Linked DNA regions of Mus musculus: region 1 is linked to region 2. A link is a contact called in public HiChIP or PLAC-seq data. All regions are on one chromosome and are shown on one strand. Each heading gives the region's core, a stretch centred on a gene start, on an enhancer-like site or on the middle of the called end of the contact. The rest is flanking DNA. Distances are from core to core; before and after follow the strand shown. Region 1 has its middle 25 kb from the start of Gm46224. Region 2 has its middle 64 kb from the start of Lilr4b.

Region 1 (6,704 bases), core at 1,119-3,618, 140 kb before region 2:
CTCTCCCTGGCAGATGTCTCACAGCTTTGGCAACTCCAACATCCTGGAGTCTGTCCAGCAACCCAGACTTCACTTCATCTCTCAGGGTCTTCATGCAAAAACTCAGGATTAGGGTTGGCCCTGAGGTCCTTTGGGGTGCATGCTGTGATTTCCCCAAGAACGGATCTGATGTTCTTTCTTGCTTGAGAAAGGGCACATACATAGCAGAAAACATATTTGGTTTTGTCAGAGAAAGTCAGGAAAAGGTCACAATTCTGAGTCACTTAATTACCCCTTTTTGTTGTCTCTTTTACCAGCTCTATCTACCCTTCCTGGGTCTAATCTTTGGAATCGATGAGTAGTTTGTCTTGTGGGTTGGTGAAGATATCTGGAAATTTTAATTTTTAATGTAGTTTTAGCTATGAACTTTGTTTGAAGATTAATCTACTGTGATGGTTTGAATAGGAATGGCCATCATAAGCTCGTGTGTTTGAATGCTTTTCCACAGGGAGTAGTGCTATTAAGAGGTTTGGCCTTATTATGTATGGCCATGTTAGAGGAAGTGTGTCACTGTGGAAGTGGGCTTTGAGGTAGTAATATATAGTCAAGCTATACCCAATATTAGCATTCTGTCTAAACTCCACCCCCCCCCCCAGTTACCTGGCAACAGCCAGGTAGGACTGACCCACTATAAAAGGGACTGCTTGCCCCCTCCTCCCTCTCTTGTTTCTTTCTTGATTTCTAGGGCTCTTATTCCCTTGTTCCCTTGCTCTTCCCTCACCTCCTCCATTCCTTTCCCTCCCCCCTCTCTCTACATGCTCATGGTCAGCCTCTACACACTCTCTCTCTCTCTCTCTCTCTGTCTTTCTGCCTTTCCCTGCCTCTTCTACCCTCCTAACTCCTGACTCCCCTCCCCATGCCCTGAATAAGCTCTATTCTATACTATACCTTCTTGTGGCTGGTCCCTCAGGGGGAAGGGATGTCTTCGCATGGCCCCACTGAGGCATAGACTATCTCCCTTTCTCTTTCTCTTTTTATACAAACACTTTATATGGTGCTGTGACTCGAATAACACCCCGTGTGGACACAGTCTCCTGCTGCTGCTTACAGATCAGGATATAGAACTCTCAGCTCCTTCTCCAGCACCATGTCTGCCTGCATGCTGTCATGCTTCCCACCATGATGATAATGGACTAAACCTCTGAATCTGTAAGCTAGCCCAATGAAATATTTTCCTTATAAAACTTGCCTTGGTCATGGTATCTCTTCACAGCAATAAAACCCTAACTAAGACAACTACTCGGCCACTTATTTGCCTAGTGAGACTGTTCTATTAGTTTCTGTCCCCCCAATTATTTATTTATTTAATTTTATTTTCCTTTTTTATTTGATTCCAAATAACCTCTCTCTAAGTTTTCATTTACCCAATCTAGATTTTTCCTTTGTGTTCATTTTAGCACTTTTCTTTGTTTATTGGGTATTATGTCCCAATTTTTTTCTTAATTTTGAGTCTTCTTATGGTTATTTTTGTGTATGTTTGCCCCCTCAGGAAATTGTTCTCAGTATGTATGTCAGTGTTTATATATATATATATATATATATATATATATATATATATATATATATATATATATATATATATGCAGTCGTTTAGCATTTAAGATCCCTGTTTATACAGCACTACCTGATTGCCTGGTTGTCTTTATCCTGGTTTAGATGATTTCACATTATTTCTCTGGGGCCATGGCTCTTAATGTATGTGCACATTAGCACTCTTCAGTCCTTAGTGTAGCTCCTTGTTATATAGACAAAAGGTAGAGCTGCATTTTCATTACTGTGGCATTGTGCTGTTGTCTCTGGGATGACTGAATCTATTATAGGACAGGTTGGTTGAGTTAAAGTTAAGTAGTAATCAATCAAAATGTTTGCTTTGCTTAATGGGGGGGCGGCATATCACACTGTTTATAATTACACGTTTTGCTGGTAAAGTGTTACTTCAGAGCGGATCCTGGTGTAGCTTTTAGAGTTAGCCTGTAGAAAATGCAAACGTTTCTTCAATGAACCTTGGCAAATTTAATTTCTTAGACTTTGGTCACATATACTCTGAGAATCTAAGATTGTTAAAAAGAAAACCCAAATCATTTCTTTTACAGTCACTAGTTAAGAAACTCCTTAATTCTCTATAGAACCTTACTCGCATGGGAGGAAGTGAAGGAGAAAGAGATTGCGTTAATTACTGTTTTAAGTGTTATTATTTGGTCTGGAGTTTCTTGTATCTTTGGTTCCCTCTGGTGTTCGATTTAGGAAATTGTGGTCCTTTCGGATTCTTTTATTAGTAAGGAGGGGCTGACTGCACAAAGACTCTTGGCTTTTGCGGCTTTGAGCCCTCTCTGCCTTTAGTCTGGGATGTAGCCTGTGGCAGGTGTATTGTTCTTAGGCAGCCTGCAGTGTAAGTAGTTGGGAGAGCTGGTTTGGCTGTCCTGTGCCTTGTTTATAAGGGGGGTGGGGTGGGGGGGGGATATCAGAAATCAGAAAATGTGCACGGGAAGGTTGGCTTGGGGCCGAGATGCCTTTATCAGCCCGTTGTGTCCGTGAGAAAGCTTTGGAAAGTTAGTTGCAGTTTTATCAGTTACTGATCTTCAGTTGTGAACGCTGCTTCTCAGGCAGCCTTTACTTTGGGTCCTTGGTTTTTCTCTCAGGCTCCGCGAACCCAAACTATGTTGTGACATTGGCGCCACCTTGTGTCCCAGCTCAGGGTTGCGTTGTTACCGCTTGTTGCCTAGGTTTACTTGGGGCTTGGGGTGGGAGCCTCTCAGTTAGCTCTCTGTAGACCCCTTAGATTCATTATATGTGTAATTTCCACCCGGACACAGCTTGAGAGTGAAGCCCTAGTTGTTTATACTGGGGGAAGGGGGGCTAGGGGGTGGATTTTCTTTTCAGGTTAGTTCGAGTCTAAGCTGGACATAAGGTGCACCAATTTGTTGCTAAAATTTCCATCCCTAATAGCCTGTATAAATAACACACAGTCCAAATATTTTAATTATAAGTCATATGTTTAGATTGGGCAAATCTAATAGAATACTAAACGTATTTCCCAACTCTAAGACTCCTTGTGGTTTCTCCCGGTCACGTTGTTCTGGTTCATAGTGGCTTTTCATATATTTCTTACACAGCTGTTTTCCAAATGTGCATTCGTCTAGTCTGCTGTAACAGCATAGAGTATGCATCGTTAACAGTGTACTTTCTTGCTAGTAATACATGCATTTTTTGTTAGATATGCTACTATTGATTATGTAGAGTCATAATGGCTTTACACAGGAAAGCTGTCAGAATTTTGTTTTGTTTTTGAGTCAGGGTTTTCTGATTAGCCTTGGCTGTCCTGGAACTCACTTTGTAGACCAGGCTGCCCTCAAACTCACAGAGATCTGCCTACGCTCTGTCTCTGAGTGCTGGGGTTTAAGTCCTGCACTCAGCTTGATTTTTCTTTTTAAAATACTTACATCATTTTGTTGACTTCTGGGTGTTTGGTAAGGGCTAGTATAATATACACTTAAAATATATTTAAGTGGGTCTTTACTTCCTACTCTATCCTTTATCTTAACAGGCAAGCTTCCTCTGATTTGGGACTAAATAGGCTTTCTTTTAATTATTTTCAGTTTGTGTTCTTCTTTCACTTGTCTTTTATGAGAGTTGGATGTACTCAGAATTGGCTGTCATAGTGCATGAAAGATTCAGCCAGAGCCTGAGACAGATAGAAGTGGGTGGGATTTTGTTCAATTGTTCTTGGATCTATCTTCTATGAGTTTTCTATTTTGTCAGAGCATCATTACCAAGAAGTCAAGTTGGCACCAGGGTGAGGGTCTTAAGACATCTGGTAGGGCTATACTCTGACTCTCAGTCTGGAGTCGAAAGTATAATTAGAGTAACACTGTACACAGACATTTGAAAGAATGAATTACTGGTATAATCCAGTTTTGGATATTGTTACTCATAAGCTTTAAGAAGACAAATGAAGTGTTCTTATTAATGTTACTTAGACAAACAAATTTTGTACTTATTAATGCTACTTAAAAAAAAAACATGTAAGTAGCCGGGACGTGAATTTAGTATAGTATTTGTCATTCATCCTGCATTTGTAAGCCTATGACCATATATTTGACCAAGATTGGCTTTGTATATCTGTTGCAACTAAATAAACAATTTTTAGTTAATTGTTCAAGTGTTGTCATTTTTCTTGTAAAAAATTGTACTGATTTAATACTGCATACCTGATTCTTACATCATACCATCTGGAATGTTAATAAGCCAGCTGACTTGTGTTTGAATACAGGACTTCAATCCTATATGTTGTGGTATTGGGTTTAATGTGTTATATAATGGCTCATATAAAAAGCAAATGTAAAACCAGGAGCAGAGACTCAGGGAAAACTTATTGTCCATTTTATGAAAAACATATGTTTTTCACATAGTAAATAAATGGCAACTCCTATGTTTGAGGTGATAGGTTCTAGTTAATCTTTTAGAGAAAGTTACAGAACACCAGTGGATATACATGTGTGTGCTTGTAATTTCAGTACTTGATAAGTGTCAGTATAAGGTCATTTAACTTGCAGGCAATTTAAACCCTATTTTTAAAAAAGATGAAAAACAAGAAAAGAAAGACAATGTTCATGTCTTTAGTTTGGACAAGAATTATCCTTTGTTCAAACAAATATAATGTTGATGGTCTAACTTTCTAATACTTAAGAGGGAAACAGTAACAAAGAGAATTTGTATTTTAAGCTTTCAAGTTAGGTACATTAACTTAAAATTTTTATTCTTTAGAAATTACATAATTAAGAAATTGAGAGAGGAAAATGAAGGGAAAGCAAATGGACTGAGCAGCTGGAATAAACACAGTGCAAATGAAGATTTTAGCATAGCTGTCATGGTGCCTTAAAGACACAGGTTTGCTTTATACCTGTGGGCAACAGTGTTGCTAACAGGCTTTCTTTAGATTCTGCCCAGAAGAAGAGGTCAGAGAAGAATAAGAAAGACATCAGAGACAGCAAAAGGCAACAGTTGCAGCACAGCACCAGAAATGCAGATGCTCTGGGGAATACACACAGAACTAATTCTCTCTCACCATCTTTGCACAGTAACACTAAAATCAATGGAATGCAGCACTCCACTATTCAGGGGCAAACACACTTTTAATTCACACTTAAAAAAAATGAAAACGGGCAGGTCTTCCCTTGTTGTACCTGTCACAGGTAGGTACTAAAATTGTTTTCTTCAAAACAGTTATATTTGATGATTTCTTTCTGATGTTTTCATTGGTATTCTAATTACTGCAAACTTCTCAATATAAAAAGCCTCTGGGAATGTCAGGTTATATAAGTTACAGTAAGTGTTACTGAAAACTTTACTACTATGTTTCATATTAAGCTTAACTATGGCTAACTCAAAATGTCAGGTCACTTCAGTGCTGTGAATACTAGGATTCCAAACTTTCCTTCTTCATGGAGACTTTATAAATGGCTGAAGTTATGAACTGTATAAACATGGCATTTTAGATTCTGTGCCTAATCTCCTGTGAGAATGAAGTTGATTGATAAGGGTAATTGACAATTTCTAGAAGGTTGCTTCAATAATGCACTCTTAAAAATTAAACATTGAAATAGAACTGTTGTAATTACAGTGGTAAAGTTAGTGAGATTGCTTTTATATCTCGGTAGATTGCCTAATTTGTGTGTGTGGCCAATGCTTGTCATCCAAATCCAACAGGAAGCTTTTGTGTGATAGTTGTTACTTAAACTAGATTCCAGTATAGAGCAAGTTTGAAGTTTCAGTTGTTTTTGACAAAGGGTTTGGTATTTTTCTGTTGTTGGCAAAAAGAAAGTTTCAAGATTATGTTATAACTGTGGAAAGGGAGGCATAAAGTTGTGGGTTCTTTCTATATGAGTGTTTGTTGCTCTTATATTATTTGATATATTCCAATATGTTCTTAATCAGTATTTTTGAAATATTTTGGAATAATGCCATAGGTTTTTTATTTCTTGGTCTTTTGTTTTGTTTTGTTTTTTTTTTTTTACTCTTTAAATCTTTTTTTTTTTTTTTACATTCCAGACTTTATCCCCCTCCCAGTTCCCCCTCAAACTATTCCACATCCCACACCTCCTCCACGCCCCCACCCCATCTCCAAGAGGATGCCCCACCCCTAATCCCATCCCACCAGACCTCCCCACTACCTGCTGCCCCAAGTCTTGAGGGTATTTTCTCAAAGTCCAGACCTGGCATTCCTCTGTTTTGTATGTGTTGGGAGCCTCTTATCAGCTGGTGTATGCTGCCTGGTTGATGGTGTTGGCATCAAGACCTCCCAAACCTATGTCATCACATAAGTGACAGTGCGACCAACAACATGCAGACTGGTTGCCAAGGCAACAGGCACCATATTCCCAGCTTCCACTTGGCTCACCTCCCACCTTTACCTGCATTTTCCATGTAAATAAGGAGAATCCCCCTCTCTCCCTCTCTTCTCTTTCTGTTGCCACCTCTCTCTCACCCAATAAAACCTCTTCCAAGTGGAACCATCTTGGCTTAGTGTGCTGTTGAGACTCGACCTGCCATTATAACATATCATTTTGGTGCCGAAAACCTGGAAACTTAGCTGGTAATGCCAACAGCTGCAGTGGGGACCCCAATGGAGGCTAAGACCGTGGATACATGGTCCAGCACCCCGCAGC
Region 2 (6,520 bases), core at 3,816-6,315:
GCAAAGAAAACACAGAGATGAGGCTTTCAGTGTTGGATCTGAACCCTGAATTTTATTATTATTATTATTATTATTATTATTATTATTATTATTATTATTATTATTATGGTTTTTCAAGACAGGGTTTCTCTGTATAGCCCTGGCTGTCCTGGAAATCACTCTGTAGACCAGGCTGGCCTTGAACTCAGAAATCCGCCTGCCTCTGCCTCTCAAGTGCTGGGATTAAAGACATGCACCACCACTGCCTGGCAGATAGAAATCTTTATAATTGAAACAAAGTTGAAGTTATAATCTCCTACACTAGCACAGAATTTATTTGATACAAATTTAAAGATTTCATTGGTATGAATTTCTTATTGATATAAAATTATGATTAATATTGTTACTCTCATATAGGTATTGTGCCTATATAACACATTTAAGAATACAAGGCTTATACCCAGTCCTTCTATAACTGATATTATAAACTGATTTTAGATGGTTAAGCAATACAAGTTAAGGGTCAGATAGCAAACTTGTAGTGTTGAGTTCATTAAAAGGATGTTTCTGAGATATTTCAATGAGAATTGGCAGTGAGAAATCAAGACTTAACAGTGCAGAGATTCTTTGGGTAGATAGATAGTCTTCAAAGGTATCAGAAGTACACAGAATATGATGTTTATGGATTTTTCTTTATTAAAGATTATTTGACTAGAGACCTCTCTGCTCCTGATAGCACCTCTTTCTTGTATTCAAAGAAGAAATTGAGCATCAATGGAGTTGGTCCAGTTATCCTAACCTGGACCCCCAAGATATCTCAGACACTGAGCCACCGACCAGGAAGCATAATTCACCTGATATGAGGCACATATACAGCAGAGGGCTGACTGGTCTGGCCTCAGTGAGAGAAGATGCACCTAACCCTTGAGAGACTTGAGGCCCCAGGGAGTGGAGAAGTCTGGTGGGGTGGGGCCAGGTGGGTGGGGACATTCTCTTGGAGATAGTATGGAGAGGAGGTATGGGATGAGGGCCAGTCAGAGGGTAGACTGGGAGGGGGGTAGACTGGGCTATAAAGAAAAGATTAAAGAATAAAAAAAATGAAGAAAAGAAAAGAATCACAGGAGGCAGAGGGAGGGAGGGCCATGGTTGTGAGAGGGAAGGGGGAGGGGAAAAGAGGATCAGGTATGGGAAGAGACAGGAAAGAAGCACAGAGGGCCATGAGAATGAATGGAAATATGCTGCTGCAGGGATTGGGGGTTGGGGAGGGGGAACTCTAGAAAGTTCCAGAAACTTGTGATGTGAGAAGTTAACAGGACTCATTGAGATGACCTTAACTGAAATACCCAACAGTAGGGAGATAGAACCTGAAGAGACTACCTCCAGTAAATAGACAAGGCCCCCAGTGGAGGGATGGTGTCACCAAACTATTTTCAAAATTTTTGACCCAGAAGTTGGGGACTCTTATGGAAGAACCTGGAGAAGGATTGAAGGCCCTGAAGGGCATAGGAATGCCACAGCATGACCAGCTGAGTCAACTAACCTGGACCTTGAGGAGTTCCAACAGACTGAGTCACCAAACAAAGAGCATACAGAAGTGGACAGAGGCTCCACACACATGTACCATATATTCAGGTCAGTCTCCATGTGGTTCCCCTAACAACTTGGAATGGGAGCTGTTCCTAAATCTTTTGTCTGTCTATAGAATCCAGTCCCCAACAGGGCTGCCTTATTTGACCTCAGTGGGAGAGGATGACTCTATCCCTGCAGAGAGTTGATTTGACAGGGTTGGGGGGACACAGGTTGGGGGGCATCTTGTCAGAGGAACATGGGAGGGATTAGGGAGAGAAAATCTGTGAGAAGGAGTTAGAGAGATGGGCAGTAGTTGGGATGTAAAAAATATAAATAAATAAATAAATAAATAAATAAATAAAGCCATTTTCCTAACCTTGAGCAGGCTAAACAGATCTTAATTGCCTGCTACATTTGGTCTTCCACTGACCTAGCCCAACTAGGTGGAGTCTTCTGCACTTGCAGTTTTCTGCAGGAGCAGACTGCCTGCTGAGCTTGCTTTGCAACATAATCCAGCTGAAACAAAGGATGGGTCTGTGGGGTTTTCCCTACATAAACTATATAAACACAGAGTAGAAAATTAAACTTTGAGCCTTGATCAGAAACCTTTGTCTTGGCTTTATCATTCTCTCGCCTGCCGATCCTTTTCCATTTCCAGCCTCTCCCTTTCAGGTAACCCAGTTCATCCATGGCTTCTGGACAGCTACAATAAACAAATGAATGACTCATGAAACCCTACTCCTCTTTGTTGAACTATTTGCTACAGATGCATTCAGGAGGTGGGGCAAATACCATCATTGGAATGTCCCCACTCAAGAGCAAGCACATCAGGCTCCATTGATCATGCCCAGCCACTAGCAATCATGGGAAAACTCAATAGGTCTAAAAACAATAAAACAAACAAACATGGATGTGGAAAACTGACTTATTGGAAAGAGCAGACACGAGAGCTTTGATGGATATTAGATCTTATGTAGAAGACTACAAACATTAGAATGTACTTTATACATATATAAACTTGTCAAGGTACAAATTCTATAAGTTATACAAATTATGAAACCTTAATATAGTATAGAAATACTTAGTGTTTTAGTGCTTTTTAGAATTGTCAAGAATTAGGGGAATGGAACTTTTCATAGTATTATTATATGGATGAATATACAAGTTTCTTCTGGCATTCTACATGTAATTAATTCACAGAAGATTCACAAAGAGCTGTGTTGTAAAGGGTTCTGAGGTCAGATCTAAAAATAGCAGAAGAGAATAGTGTCAGATTGGGTAGTGCCAACAAAAATGCCAGATATGTGTCATGCTAACTCTGCCTAGGATTATAATGGGCAGGGAAAATTTATGAATCATTTTACTTAAAGTTGAGATCAAGTTGAAGTTGACCCAAAGGAAAGATGACAATTATGGGATGATCTAGCATCCTGAAAATATTACCCAATGTAGACATCACCAAATGCAGACTGAAAAGAACTAAAATTGGCCAGAAGCTATTTGCTTACCCCCTGAGTGTTTCAGAATAGAGCAATCAGCCTGCTGACTTACTGTTTTGTGTTTAAATCATGTCAAAAGAATGACAAAATGAATCATTTTCATGGTGAGAATCATGCAATGCTGTTTGAAAATATAGAATATTATTAAATAAAAATATATAGGTAATAAAATTCTACATTATTTTAAATATTGTCATAAAAATAAATTTGTGCATTTTTGAGACTCTGACCTTTTTATAGTATGCTTGGGATTTCAATTCTGGATACATTTTGCAGAACTGTGCACTGTTTTGGTTTTGTTTTTTTTTCTTTTCTGACAGTTGGTAGTGACCTTCATAGTGTCTTATGAAAGACACTATGGCTTTCATAAACTTGATGCTGTCCCTTAGATTAAATGACAGCTTTTAAGAGAAAATCAGGTACAGGTAACATACCACACTTTTGTTAGCACATCATTTGAGACTTTATCTATTAATATATACACACTGCCATTGCCAATTCTACTTCATTTTAAGAAAACCACTGTCTAGTATACCAAAGTGGGAGAAGGAGGAAGGAGGGGAGGAGGGAGGAAGGAGAGAGAAAGATAATTGTGCTTGAGAAATAGGGGAGGAACTTTGGAGTTTTATTTGCTTTTTATTGTAACACAATCAATTTATCAGCTTATAGCAGTATTTACTGTCTCGAAGTTTCATAGGGTCAAAAGACTGAGAATCGCATAAGAGAGTTCTTTGCTACAGTCTTACCTGACTTTAAGTATGTAAATAGCATTGGTTTTATCTAAGGTTCCAGATCAACTTCCGACATCACTGGTAGTTGGCAGAATTCAATTCCTTGAGGTTGTAGAACTGAAGGTCTCATAACTTTATTGGCTGTTGGCTGGTAGCTGTTTTCAGCTCCTAGAATTTGCTATCTATCATCAAAGCCAGCAGTGGCATTTCTGTTATAGGAAATTGCATTCTTCAGAGATAATTCAGTTTTTAAGATCTTATATAAATAGGTCCTAACTACCCTAATGATTTCTCTGTTGATCATCATTTAATGATGATCTGATCATAGATTCACATTATATTCTCATTCTGCCTAAACTCAGTGGCATACCACAATAGAAAACATGATTATCTTAGGGTGGAAATTTTAGGAGTCTTATTATAATTTTACCAGCCATGGGAACTAACAGTAATAATTAGCCCAGAGACTGGGAAGAGGCATTTTAATGCCAAAGAAACCCTAAAACAGCAAAATAAGATTAAGAAAATAACTAAAGTCTTGTAATTTTCTCAAGCAATAACTGCTGGCTGGTGATTTTGTCAGGGGCCACAGAGACTGTTCAAATGTTTGTCTGGAGCAGATATTCTGCCTTCCCTGACTCCTCTACGACCATTCTCTACTCTAGAGCGTAACTATGTGAATAAGAATTGTTGGTATTGAGCCACTAAGATGTGTTTTATTTACTCTAGATATGCTATGGTAATATAATTCTCTGAAGGGAAATACAACACCTAAATAGAAAAATATTTGGGTCTCTGAGCAACTCTGTGGATCCAAGGTACATTCCTCCCTAAACTACTACTGTCTTCTTCCAAACTTCTGCATGCTTTGATTCCCCACCTTGTCTCTTTTCTAGCTCTCTCTCCTCTCTCCCACTTCTCTCTCTTCCCTTTTCTCTATCACTCTTCCCCTTTCCCCATTCCCCCTCTCTCTCTCTCCCTCTCGCTCTTCTTTTAAGGTTATATATACTAATATTTTTTTCTCTGAACTATTTTTATGCTTTGGACTATTAATTTAAGAAAATATATTACATTTTGTTGTTTTCCCCAATAGGACCTTTGGAGGCAGGGGTAGGGAGGCACAGGATCAAAGACACAGACCCTGGGAGTCAGGCAAGTGGCAAAAGCAGAACTCATTTATTACAGAAAGTAAGTGAACCTTTATAACCCCCTCCCAACATCCTATTGGTCCCCAGCTGCTCTGATGATGTGCTGTTCTCTATCCATTGGCTTGCCCTGTCACACCATCTGGTGTCATCTGTTTCCAGGACAGCAGGCTGATCTCAAGTTGCCTCTTTCAGGTAACTGTTATTGCGCATACATCAGTCTCATAGGAGGCAAGGCCTTGCTTAGTTTCTCCTATATTTTACTTCTTCTTGATGTGTGCTTTGAATTGCTATTCAGAATTTTTTTTTCTGGGTGTGCATAGCTTTCCTTTCCAAAATTACCTCATTTGAGGACAATGAACCATCGTTATTAATTTTATTTTATGATCTTTTAGTAGGGTTACTTAGAATGTGTGTGTGTGTGTGTGTGTGTGTGTGTGTGTGTGTGTGTGTTTGGTGTTAAGTCACTGAGATGTGGATTCTATCACATGCACTTGCATGCGATCACACGTACACACACAGGTAAATATACATATTCTTTTTCTTTAAAAAATGATGCTTTTCCCTCACTTACTTTGATAATTGATTGTAATTCAATGAAAATTTCTTTCTTCAAAGATATGATGTTTTTAAAATAAAAACAAAGACAAAATTTTAATAATTCATTTTTAACATTTGGGCCTATGTATATCATAATAATGCTACTCATCAGACAGTGAGTATTTCCCATAATATTTCATGGAACGAAAATCTTGGTAAAATTACTGACAAAGCCTGCCTAGTTGCTCTAGTGATTTAGCTTTCTAATCACATAGCAGGATGATATTTCCTAAGGAAGTATGGGGCCTGGCTGACTACTCAGGAAGACTACATTGCCCTTTTAGAATACAAGAACATGCTTTGTTTCCAATTTACTGTGCATTTCCTTTGTTTATTACATGAGTACAACTATTCAGGTGAAGTTTTTATTTAATCAACTTTATTCTATTATTAGGCTTTATTTTATTATTTAATTTTATATTGGAAATAGATTCTTCTTTCATACAATACATCCCAACGACATTTTCCTCTTCCTCCACTCTTCTTAGACTCCCCATGACCTCCCCTCTCTCCCTGATCTATTCTTTATCTGTTTCCTTTTCAGAAAAGAGAAGGCCTCCACAAGACTACAGATGAACAGGACAAAACAAGAAAAAATGAGAAAATGTGAAAGCCCTTGTGATGGTTTGTATATTCTTGGCCCAGAAAGTAGCATTATTAGGAGGTATGGCCTTGTTGCAGTAGGTGTGTCACTGTTGGGGTGGAGGGGCTTAAGACCCTCATCCTAGCTGCCTGGAAGCCAGTTCTTTCACAAGCAGCCTTCAGATGAAGACATAGACCTCTCAGCTCCTCTTGCACCATGCCTGCTTGGATGCTACCATGCTCTTGCCTTGATAATAATGGACTGACCCTCTGAAACTATACAGCCCCATTCAAATGCTGTCCTTATAAGAGTTGCTTTGGTCAAGGTATCTGTTCATAGCAGTAAAACCCTAACTAGGACAAATACTGATTCATTAAGTTGGATCACTAACTGCATAAGGTTGATTCCTTCTTC

What was found. HiChIP or PLAC-seq counts read pairs in DNA pulled down with a chosen protein or histone mark.
Region 1: a CTCF HiChIP or PLAC-seq map of CD8 T cells shows a contact between it and region 2, with 10 read pairs. The contact joins two enhancer-like sites. A contact is called at or near these places in 1 of 15 datasets of contacts at CTCF or cohesin (CD8 T cells), 8 of 484 Hi-C or Micro-C datasets (the HPC-7 cell line, Th1 cells, bone marrow-derived macrophages and 3 more) and 9 of 115 datasets of contacts at active chromatin or transcription factors (CD8 T cells, bone marrow-derived macrophages, embryonic stem cells and 2 more).

Annotation. Positions count from the first base shown.
Region 1 is chr10:51,549,550-51,556,253 of GRCm38.p6, reverse strand. No RefSeq gene overlaps it. Among named protein-coding and RNA genes, the nearest start is that of Gm46224, 25 kb to the right of the region's middle. Within about 2 kb of position 2,368, at least 49 of the 459 cell types and tissues checked have an H3K27ac peak or open chromatin away from gene starts, as enhancers often do. A contact at or near this core is called in CD8 T cells, where this site is marked.
Region 2 is chr10:51,413,211-51,419,730 of GRCm38.p6, reverse strand. No RefSeq gene overlaps it. Among named protein-coding and RNA genes, the nearest start is that of Lilr4b, 64 kb to the left of the region's middle. Within about 2 kb of position 5,065, at least 18 of the 459 cell types and tissues checked have an H3K27ac peak or open chromatin away from gene starts, as enhancers often do. A contact at or near this core is called in CD8 T cells, where this site is marked.